Linked DNA regions of Gossypium hirsutum: all the other regions are linked to region 3. Evidence: chromatin contacts called from public Hi-C data. All regions are on one chromosome and are shown on one strand. Each heading gives the region's core, a stretch centred on a gene start, on an enhancer-like site or on the middle of the called end of the contact. The rest is flanking DNA. Distances are from core to core; before and after follow the strand shown.

Region 1 (3,915 bases), core at 1,289-3,788, 380 kb after region 3:
GTATAGGAAGATAAAGTGTTTGTTATCTGAGGATACTTCGTTATTCTTTTGGTTATGTTCTCATCGGAGGCAATTCTAGTTCAAGTTATCATTATTTTCCATGATTTTTGTAGGCTGGAGCTTAAAGGAAGCAAGCATGTTCTTGGAGAATTCCTGGAATTTAAAGGGAAGCAGGAGGATAGCCTGGCTTCGAGGAATATTATTGTGTTTTCACCAAAAAAAAAAAAAGAAAGAACGATTGTTGTAGTCTTAAGTCACATTAATTGAAGTAAATTTTGATTGCTGCTTTTGCTCTTTTTTTTCCTTCTTCATTATGCTTTTTCTATTCTAGTTTTAGCATTTATTCAAAATAGCTAAAGCATTAAAGAAGGGAAGCCAAAGAAAATGCATCATTAGCATTTATTTTTTTCAGGAATTTTGATTTTTTATTTCACATATGAAAAGAATTAATGTTACTAAAATTTAGTAATTTTTATGTAAAATTTGAAGGTTTTTATTTCACCAAAAGATTGCTATAAATAATTAATTTATTAAAGAGTATACCTTATAATTAATTGTTGTTATAGTGTTATTATAAAAGATAAAATAAAATATAAAAAATATGTTTTCTATTAAGATTGACTATTAAAATAAAATGTTATTAGAGAATTATTATATCGTATGTTAAACTCATTTTATATTAAAATAAAATGTGACCTAAGAGAATAGGTGAGAGGCTAGATTAAAGCAAATATATTAAGCATTGAAATATTCTTAATAATAATTTTATATTAATATATTCTTAATAATAATTATATTAAGAATGTTATTAAATTATATATTATTTTATTAAACTGTATTTAATAATAATTATGTTAAAATATGACTAAATTATTTATTTTTATTTTTATTAAAATATATTTAACAATAATCTTATTAAAATTTAATAACAATAATTATCTACCTATAAAAATTCTGTTAAGGGTACTTTAGTCATTTAAGCATTTTTCCTTATACTATTACAACATCTATTCCATTCAACCAAACACAAGAATTCAATTACAGCTCTATTCCATTCCATTCAACCAAACAATTGAATTACTGATTATAGTTCTATTCCATTACAACTCTATTCCATTACAACTATATTCAGTTGCAGCCCTATTCCATTACAGTGAACCAAACGTACCCTTATATTTGGATGGAAGTAACAAATGAAAGGAAAGCAAGAGAAAGTTGTTTAACTTGTTTGGATAATTTTTTTTTTAGGTAAGGAAAAGTTGAGACTCTTGCTTTTTCTCAAAGTGTCAAATTTTTAATTCCCTCAAATTGGTGGGAAAGTTAGAGAAACAAAATCTATAGATTTTTAAGATGTTAAATATCTTTTTTACCCTCCATTTTTACATAATATATCATAAAAATGTTATAATTATAAAAATAATATTATATTCAATTATTTCTTTTCCTTTATCTGGTTTAATCAAATACTAATTTTTTTCCTTTTTAATCTAAACATATTCTAAAAGTGCGTTTGGTTCACCAAATCTTAGATTACGGGTATTTGAGATTAATGTAAGATTATCGATGGAGTATAGCATTACTTTGTTTGGTCTATTTGGTTAGAATGTAATATTCATGTGTTTGGTTAACGAAATATAAGATTAATGAAAATTATTTTTTTATGGGTAAATTATAAAAATGGTCACCCAATTATGCATTTCATTCTGAGCTAAGACTAAATTGACAAATTCTATAAATTTTAAGGGGCATATTGATTTTTTAGAATTATAACTAAAATGAAAAATTTTATAAACATTGAGGGCTAAATTTGTTTAATTTTTTATATTTAGGATCAAATTGATAGAATGTGCAAACATTAAAGGGCTAATTTTGTTACTAACCAATAAAAAAGCCCACATTAGCTCAAAGTAACTAAAATATTTAATTTCGAAAAGTTTAGTGATGAAATAAAAAAAATTAATAATCGAGTCATCATTTTTAATGTTTACCCAAAAAAATAATTTTAGCATGGATTTAATGTTCCACACCATTATTTATCAAGAAAAATTTAATGAATAGGTTAATTTGCACATTTTGAAATAATGTATAAGGACAAATTTATCCATTTTTTAATAAAGAAGTCAAAATACAATTCACTCCTAAGTACAAGGGCTTCCCGATACTTTTACCATTCATTTTCCTATAACATTCAACAAACACTTTTTTAAAAAATCATTAACCATCAATATAATAAACCACAAAGTAATTTCAAGATAAAAAGTAATATCAGTATAAAATATTCTTTTTTGTCTATAATTTCATATTTCACTTGGAATTTTAGATAACCTAAGAAAATAGTGTACCATTACCACATCTTAACATTGTTGACGAATATAAGATTAGGAAAAGATCAAAATATTAAAAATTCAAATAATGCAATCTCATTAAAACCAAACAACCCAAGTTTTATCTTAAAAAAAGTATAGGGTTAAGGGTTCAATCAGTACATTCTAAAGACATTTAGGTAAAAAGAAAAAAATGGGAGAATGGGGGGGGGGAAGGGGGCAAATCAGAATGAGAAAATTTAAAAAATGTAGAAATCGAAATAACCGGGTACACAAGCATGCAAAAGACGTCACTCTCTCTCCCAAATATCAATTTCCAAACAAAGCAAAAGCGTAGGTTGACGAAGAGTAACCCTGGCCCCTCGATTTTTTCTGGTAACCAAAGGCCAGAATTTTTAACCCTTTGAATACCATTACCACCCATATACCTTCAATTACACACCCCAAAATCCCTCTCCCAATTTTAGCCATGCTGGACGCTTCTCCTCGAATCCCCAATTACCTTGTCCCGCCCCTGTTACCGCCACCGCCACCGTCCCCTTTGGAGCCGGAGCCTGAGCCACCGCCACCTTCTCCACCACCCACGAAGCCCTACCAGTTTCTCTCTTCGGTATCCTCCCTCAGAGTGACTTCGGAGTTCGATACTGATAGCCGCGTGTTCTTCCACAAGCTGTCTTGTAAGCTCTTCGACAACCTTGCGAAGCTCAAACTCTCCTTCATCAACAACGCCAAACGCGAGATCACGGAGCCCCAGTTGGCGCTATTTTCTAAGTACTTGTCCATATACTACGATCCTGAAGAACAAAATGCCATATTCCGGGGTTACTACAATGTCGGTCCTACGTGGCATTTCAAAGCTGCCATTGATGTTAAGGTTGGTTTTCCTTTCCTTCCAACTCGCGGTTTTGGCTTAGTGGGAGTCATGGTTGGCAATGTCATTGAAAATTGCATAAAATTGAAACCTTTTTTTTATTGTGCATGGAAGATATGAAAGATTGTTTATTATTTGGTTTTCAAGAGAATTTTCGAGTACCGGGCTTTGCATTTGGTGATCGTTTTTCGAGCCTATGAAATTGATAATGGGGTTTCAGAGGAATTTGCTTTCATAAAATGGTCAAGTTGGTAGTCATACTTGAGTCTTGAAGACCTCTCTGAACATCCTTGTGTTGTTTTTTATCTTCAATCCTTTTTTTCGTTGTATTTTTGGGAATGGGGAGTTTATTGTTTTTGAAGCCAACTATCATAATTGTTGTTTAAGTGCTGAATAAATATTTCCTTAAAGCCACATATGCCATATCCCCTGAATCTCTCTCTCTCTCTTTTTTTTTTTCTCAGGCACAACAAGGTGAACTGGCAGTTATTGCAAAACTTGCTGATCCTAGTTATGCTGTTGAAGTGTCATCACCTGTTCCCGATGTTTCATTGGTGAGTTTTGTTTCTCCTGGTGTCTTACTAGTGAAAATCGATTGCTTGGCATTAAGTTATGGACAATTGAGAATCATTTATCATAGAATGACGTGGTAATTCAATTTCAGCAGTTTTTTGTGGTTCTAAGTTGCTTAATGCATGTGGTGTCATACTGTTGTTATTT
Region 2 (3,580 bases), core at 919-3,418, 330 kb before region 3:
TGTACTATTATTATTATTATTATACCTTATTATATAATATACATACATTTTATACAATTTATTAGTATAACATATATACATATTATATTAACATAATATATAATATATATACATGTCATAAATGTCCATTTTAAATGAAACAAGGGCATAATTGCTTCTTTAGTCATTTTAATTTATTTTAAGCTATAATTCAAACTTTTAACCCTTACACCATCCAGTCCATGTACCTTAACAACTCCTACTTTTACAAAATTCACTATTCTAAAAATTAATTAGCTACTAACCTAGCCTCGTAAATATTTAATAAAAATATTTACGAGTTCGGTTTAAGAAAATAGAGTCTCGAAAATACATTTTTTGACACCCCTTATTATCGGGTCATTACAAGAGTCATCCACTCAAATGCGCAAGACAAGGCACCGCCCCAGTTGGACTTGATAGACGACACATTAGTATTTCAAACGGTTTGCTCATTTCCTATTAGACTAAGGACATGTTTAGTTTGGTCTACCAGTATAAGTTATTTTTTCGTATTACAATTAGACCACGTAATACTGCTTAGTATTAGTTTAAGTATTAGATAACTAGTGAGCCAATATTTGCTTCTATTAGCTTTATATGCAAAAACCACGTGAGGACAATATACATAGGGTATTAATATAATTATGAATAATTTTATTAACCAATTTGTTTGAAAAATTACAAATGTACATAGACGAAAAATACTACACTTAGGGCACCAGATCCAATAGTATGCGCTAGGTACCAAGCAAGTCCAAGAGAGTCCCATGCGAAACCTGTGAAGAGGATTATCTGATATGTCCATAGAACTACTGATTTGGGAATTTGGTTTTCAAAGGATAGCATCATGAATCTAGTTGGTTACAATGATGCTAAATGGGCATGTAACATTGATGATAGGAAGAGTACATCATGTGGTTGTCTCTACCTTGGATTGAATTTGGTGTCATAGTACTATAAGAAACAAGTTCAATCTCACTATCGGTATGTTGTTGAATGGAGTTACTATGCTCAATTGCTATGGATGAAGCAAATAATGAAAGATTTTGGTGTTGAATTAGATATGGCTATTGTCTTGTGTGATAACACAAGTGACATTAATATTTTCAAGAATCTAGTACAACATTAGAAGACTACACATATTGACATTAGGTATCATTTCATATGGGAATTGATTGAGAATGGTGTTGTTGAGGTTAAGTTCATGTCCACACAAAAATAACTAGTTGATTTGTTCACTAAACCATTGGATGCAACTAGGTTTGAACACTTGAAGTCCTCTATTAGAGTGTGTCACGTCTAAATGACTCACAAGTTTTTGGAAGGCATCCAAACACAAAAGCTTGATTTTGTTTTGTCAAGGGTTATTTTTGGATTCAAAATTTTGTTATAAAATTTTCTTTTTGTGATTTGTTTCTCTCACTAAATCTTGGAGGGAAAAAGGAGTGGCAATTGTCATGCTTTTTCATCATTAATGTGGGATTTGAAATTGATTTGATTGTTTCCAAAAAGTGTTCTTAAAGTGGTTGTGCAATTACCCTAATCGATTCATATTTTCCTTAAGCTGTTGTTACTTAAGTTTGTTATTCTCTCTTAGTTGTTTGTCATTTTGTCTTCTTATATTCACAATGGCAAGAATGAAAATTACTTCTTAAGATGAATTTGAAAAGGCTCAGAAAAAACTTAGAGCTGAAGGGAAAGGTACATTTGAACCACAAAAGGAGGCTCAATGGAGACCTAGGGAAGCCAATAAAAGGAAAAAAAGAAAAGAGAAGAGAAGGGTGGAGATACCTCTACTTAGATGTCATTGCAAAGATTGAAGATATTTTGGGAGGGGATGATGCTTCGCAACAGGAGGTAAAGGCTACCTAAATTGAGGTGGTGGTGGATTGTGCAGAATAGTTGGTGTTGTTGCAAAGGGTGAACAATTAAGAGAATAGTTGGCTCAATATTTTCAGAGTTTTACTTTATATTATCTGCCCATATAAATTATTTTTAAGGGAATGTACCCATATAGATATTAATCTATTAGTTTTTTAAAAAGAAATCTATTTGTTCCTTTAATAATTTATTACCGTATAATGAATTATATAGCCCACGCGCAGCTCGGGATAAATACTAGTTATTATTATTATAGTGACATCGCGTGAAAAGCACGTGATGTTGACGACGAGCTTGGTAGTACTGGATAGAATAGACGCCAGTCTTTGCTTCTCATTCCTAACTGTCAAAACTCAAACTGGTTGGTTGGGTTTCCTCTCCTTCGCCAATTTCAATCCCCTCTGCCGTCTAGGGTTTTTCGTTTCTTCCTTCCTGCGCTTTCCGATCTCAATAATTGCTCTCACAATATATTTAACTCATCCTCAATTTCATTGCAACGTAACAGCATGGTAATATCTCACTTTCATTGGAATTTGCTTTTCTTAATTCTAATGGATTTCCAATTTGACTGTTTATTGAATGTAATTCGGATTTGCTCTTTTTAAAAAGAATTTCCTGATTGGAGCTTTCAAGCCTGCATGTAATATCTCGATCACATTTTCCGACGGAAAATCTCGGAAGCAGGTATTCCTCTCGATCCTCTCAGGTGTAGAATCGTTTAAAAAGAAAATTAAAACTAGACTTTTATTTTTATTGTGATTATTAGTTAATTTTTCACGATTCATGTTGTGGAATCTGGATTATTGCGGTTTGATTAGGTCCCGATGAAAAAGGAAAATGGCAAAACGATTATGGTTTCGCTTTTCCAAAGTAAAGAAAGTATTGCTGGGAAGGTATTTATTCACTTATTTACTTTTAGAAAGATTTTAACAGATTGGGATCAGATCATTGAAGTCGTATTATATTCATAGCTTTGATGATTCATTTATCAACCCTAAACCTTTTGAAGAACTTCCTATTATCTGCCGCTTTCAGGTTTCCATAGAACCACTTCAAGGAAAGAAAATTGAACATCTTGGTGTTAAAGTTGAGCTCCTTGGTCAAATAGGTTCGTCCTTGCTCTTTGTTCACTGATTCAGTCCAAGCTTTAAATATCATTCTGACATGGAAACTGAATAGGACTGAATTTTTACGTGTATTCGTATTTCTTGTTGAAATGAAGTTAATGCTAACTTTGTTTTTTCTTTCCAGAGATGTATTTTGACAGAGGCAACTTTTATGATTTTACCTCCCTTGGTGCGTATATTCTGACTTCACTTTTGTTTGCTCTGCCTGGGTACTTTTAGGTGTTCTTTTAAATAAATTTCAGTGATTAGTTTTCATTAGATGCATGTGGCAGAGATGCACAAAAGTTTATGATTTAGCTTTCTCGTTTATGATGTGCACAAAAGTTTGGTTTATGCTAAGTTTTAGTAGATTGTTGATTGGTTTGTTTTGTTTGCCACTTTTATATTCTTGATATTTGCAGTACGTGAATTGGATGTTCCTGGGGATATATATGAAAGAAAAACATATCCATTTGAATTTTCAACAGTTGAAATGCCATATGAAACTTATAACGGTGCAAATCTGCGGCTTAGGTATGGTACCCCCTGCACTAAATCTTTAAAGATAAAAT
Region 3 (3,753 bases), core at 421-2,920:
TCAAATTAGGCTTGAGACGGGGCTCGACAAAGAAGACATGGCAAAATACGAGTTAAGGTGGAGATTTGTGAAATGTGCCTCGCATTTTTGGGTTAAACTAAAGTAAAAACAAAGTCAATGATGAAGTCACAACGATACGTCATGACAACGGGTGATGTTGGGACAACACGACGCGAGATGTTGGGACATGGCAACGTGTTCTCCACTAGATCGGGTTTCTTCTCCGAGTTAAACTATGCTATCTTTTCGTAGTTGAAATCTAAGAACTCTAGGGATATTTTAATTATATTAGCTCACAAATTTTAGTTTATAAATAGGGCTTTAGCAACCTTAGAAGAGTTGTTGAAACAACACAATAAAAGAGAGTTTTAAGGGAATTTCATTTCTTAGTCAGAGAGCTTTGTATTATTTAGGGATTAGGGTTTATTTTTCTCCATCATTATACTCTTTTAGTTTATTTTCCGACTAGTGAAGTTTTCTTTGTTGTGGATTTTTATCCTCTTCGTCGAAGGAGTTTTTTCACTTAAATATTTGTGTCCAATTTTCTCTAACCATTTTTGTTCGTTGTTTAATTTAGGTTTATCCCTAACATCTTTTAACAATTTATAAAAGAACTTTAAAAGTGGCAATAAAATAATATCAATCGTTATTCTAAAGAATGTTAATAGTTTTAGTTTTCAAGATCAATATAAAATTTTTTTCATATTATTTTTTATTGAAAAAGTGATCTAAATTGGATTAAAAACATGAATAGGAAACAAGAATCAAATTCGATACATAGTGCACTTTTGCTTATTAATTAGCAGAAGGTGATTAAAGCTAGTAGGAGGAGAATTACAAACATTAAAGCTTTGCTTGGTTGAGAGGAAAGAAAATTGGAAAAATGAAAAATTGAATAGGTAGAAAACTAGAAGGATGGAAAACATAATTATTTTTTCCATATGTGTGTTTAGTATATGTGAAAAATGGAAAGAAAGAAAATAAAATATTTGAAAAATGTATAATTTTGAACTAATATGCAAATCTTTTTTATTTTTCTCCTCTTATTATTTCAATTTGAAATGATTACTTTTTATGCATTAAGATGAAAAATAATATCCGCTACTATTTTTTTTCCTCTCACTTTCTTTCTTACTAAGTAGACCCAAAATTCATTTTTTCCACTTTTCCTTTCCTTTTTTTCTATTCCTCCACATTTTCACCTAAGCACACACTAAACAAGTTAAAAAAATTAAAACATCTGAGGCAACTAGTAATTGAAAATTACTACCTAACTGAACTAAAGCATCCACACATTGAATATTGTTTTTCTATTTTCTTAGTGGAAATATCAATGGTCTTCTTTTGTTTTTTTTTCATCTGAAATATGAATGGTTAGATCTAATATTTGGCATTGTTATGGCAAGACAATGATACGAAAATAAATATCTTCGGTAGGTGGACCCACAATGTGATCCAAGGGCCCACAGACAATTTTGGTAAGGTTAAAGGGGCCCACTTCATTTGATCCTCTTTGAAGATCCAAAGCGCATTGTCCATATGCTCTTAACCCACCGACATGTCCTCCTTGTTACTCTTCATATCGGACAACCCACGTCCCGCCACGTGTCGGACCTACAACCAAAAGGTCCACCTAAAAAGTGACCCAAATGTTAAAGGCTCGTCTTTCGCGGTTTTCATCCAATATTTACTCATCCTCACAAGTTCTCTCACACCTCCCACGCTCTCGTCATTGTACCTCACTCTTTTTAATGATTAAATCAAATGTACAACAACTAAGGACACTCCGAAAAGAAGCCACTGAAGCAGAGGCATGTGCAGGAAATAGAAACCGAATATCCATCATCTTTTCTTGCTGGGTATATCTCATATCTAACTCCCTTTTAAAGAACTAAAAAGAATCCAGTGTGCAGAAGACGCATTGCCTTGGGCTTCGGCTTCGGCTTCACAGCATTATTTTATTATCTGCGTCTCTCCTAGTAATTTGCGTAGCAGGGCCAGGCAGCAGCAATGGAGCTGTTCTACTTCGTCGTGTTCGGGGCATTGGGAGCGGTGGTGGCCACATTAGAGCTAAGCAAGACCAGCAAGGACCGAATCAACACATCCCCTGCTTTCAATTCCTTCAAGAACAATTACCTTCTTGTCTACTCTCTCATGATGGGTAACTAACTACCCTCGTTTTGTTTTACCCAGATCTGATTTCCATTTCTATCTTTGGATCTCACTTTTTTTTTTACATTAACATGGATCTGATCTATTGTTGGTGGATTTTTTTAATGAATTTAGATGCCCATTTCCTAGATTTGCAAGTTTTTGTTATTTTTTCCCGTTTTGGTGGATAATGTTCTTGTCATTAATGACTACTTTGAACAATACTGTTTCTATTTGCTTTGGAAATGGAAAACGGGATTCATTCATTTGATTTAGCTTGTAAAAGACAAGGAAATGGTACTTGAAAATGACTTCCAATAAGTTGTATGTCGATTTTTAGTCCGTTTCTGTTTTCTGGTTGAGACGATGGATTTGGTTTTTTTTTTTTTGGTGGGTCGGAGACAGGTCGCTATTGCTTGGGTTCTAGGTCCTCTTATTGATGATGGTCCTGAATAAAAAATTGAGAATTAAGTCTATTTTCTTGGAGCTTGAGTAAAGTCCTACTTCTGCCGAGTTTAGTCTGCCGCTGCCCCATTAAGATTTTTTTTCCTTAGATAGTAAAACTAGCTGAAAGCTAAATAAAGTTGCATTAAACCCTTGAATTAGTTTCTTGGTAATAGAAGGAGTGATGGCGCTTCTAGTTGTCTCCTTGGGATGCAACTGGTCAGTAATTTGACTTATTGTATCAAAATTTGCTGTTAAGCTAGCACTTGACAATACCGTGAAAAAAAAAAAGGTTAGCACTTGAGCAAGTCTTTCTTTGATTAATATGCATCATAAACATGTAGCTTCATTAGTGTAATGCACGATATCTGTTCCGGAGGTATGATCATATCTGTAGTTATGTTTTCTGGTAATTGTGAAAGATTAACATTCTTATATTGTGGTAATTGGGCATATTCTAGCTTGCTGTTCTAATAAATGGTTATGTGTCAATAGCTGGAGACTGGCTTCAGGGTCCATATGTTTACTATCTGTACAGTACATATGGATTTGGAAAAGGGGAGATCGGACAGCTTTTTATTGCTGGTTTTGGCTCTTCCATGTTGTTTGGGACAATTGTTGGATCTCTAGCTGACAAACAGTAAGCTTTTACTTTGGCTTCTGTTGTGATATATTGTGCTTTATGGATGAAATGTCTTGTCTTGATACAAAAATACCTTCATTTTTTCAATTCAGGGGCAGGAGGAGGGCGTGCGTTACATACTGCATAACTTACATACTTAGCTGCATTACCAAGCATTCTCCTGAATACAAAGTTTTGATGATAGGTCGTGTTTTGGGAGGTATTGCTACGTCTCTTCTGTTTTCAGCATTTGAGTCATGGCTTGTTGCTGAACATAATAAGGTGAGGCATTTCAACTATCCCCCTTTACTCTTAATGCTTATTAGGTGGACTTATAAACATTATAGATGTATTCTCTTATGACCTTCACCATTATTTCTAGTATTATAGATGCTGTATGTTGCTCCCTGTCAGGTTGTTTCCCAACAGTGTTGAAATACTTAGTTTACATCTATCATAGTGTACATGATACATAGGAATATACTACAATTCTTAAATTTTCCATCATCGTTTCCCCAGATGGTAAAGCACGAACC

The links. A called contact is a pair of places that touch in the nucleus more often than the background predicts.
Region 1: a contact with region 3 is called in a Hi-C map of leaf, with 2.7 times the contacts expected there. The contact joins the promoter of LOC107946834 here to the promoter of LOC121204536 in region 3. A contact is called at or near these places in 9 of 34 Hi-C or Micro-C datasets (callus, hypocotyl and leaf).
Region 2: a Hi-C map of leaf shows a contact between it and region 3, with 3 times the contacts expected there. The contact joins the promoter of LOC107946648 here to the promoter of LOC121204536 in region 3. A contact is called at or near these places in 5 of 34 Hi-C or Micro-C datasets (all in leaf).

Annotation. Positions count from the first base shown.
Region 1 is chrA08:69,414,474-69,418,388 of Gossypium_hirsutum_v2.1, reverse strand. LOC107946834 (outer envelope pore protein 37, chloroplastic) reads left to right here and starts at 2,538. Exons shown (of 6, transcript XM_016881304.2): 1 at 2,538-3,198; 2 at 3,660-3,749. The coding sequence starts at 2,794. LOC107946815 (a long non-coding RNA gene) reads left to right here. Exons shown (of 5, transcript XR_001697007.2): 5 at 114-281.
Region 2 is chrA08:70,119,503-70,123,082 of Gossypium_hirsutum_v2.1, reverse strand. LOC107946648 (vacuolar protein sorting-associated protein 26A) reads left to right here and starts at 2,168. Exons shown (of 11, transcript XM_016881064.2): 1 at 2,168-2,411; 2 at 2,512-2,586; 3 at 2,721-2,795; 4 at 2,938-3,010; 5 at 3,154-3,198; 6 at 3,431-3,542. The coding sequence starts at 2,409.
Region 3 is chrA08:69,793,567-69,797,319 of Gossypium_hirsutum_v2.1, reverse strand. LOC121204536 (molybdate-anion transporter) reads left to right here and starts at 1,670. Exons shown (of 8, transcript XM_041074537.1): 1 at 1,670-2,161; 2 at 3,091-3,235; 3 at 3,331-3,499. The coding sequence starts at 2,011.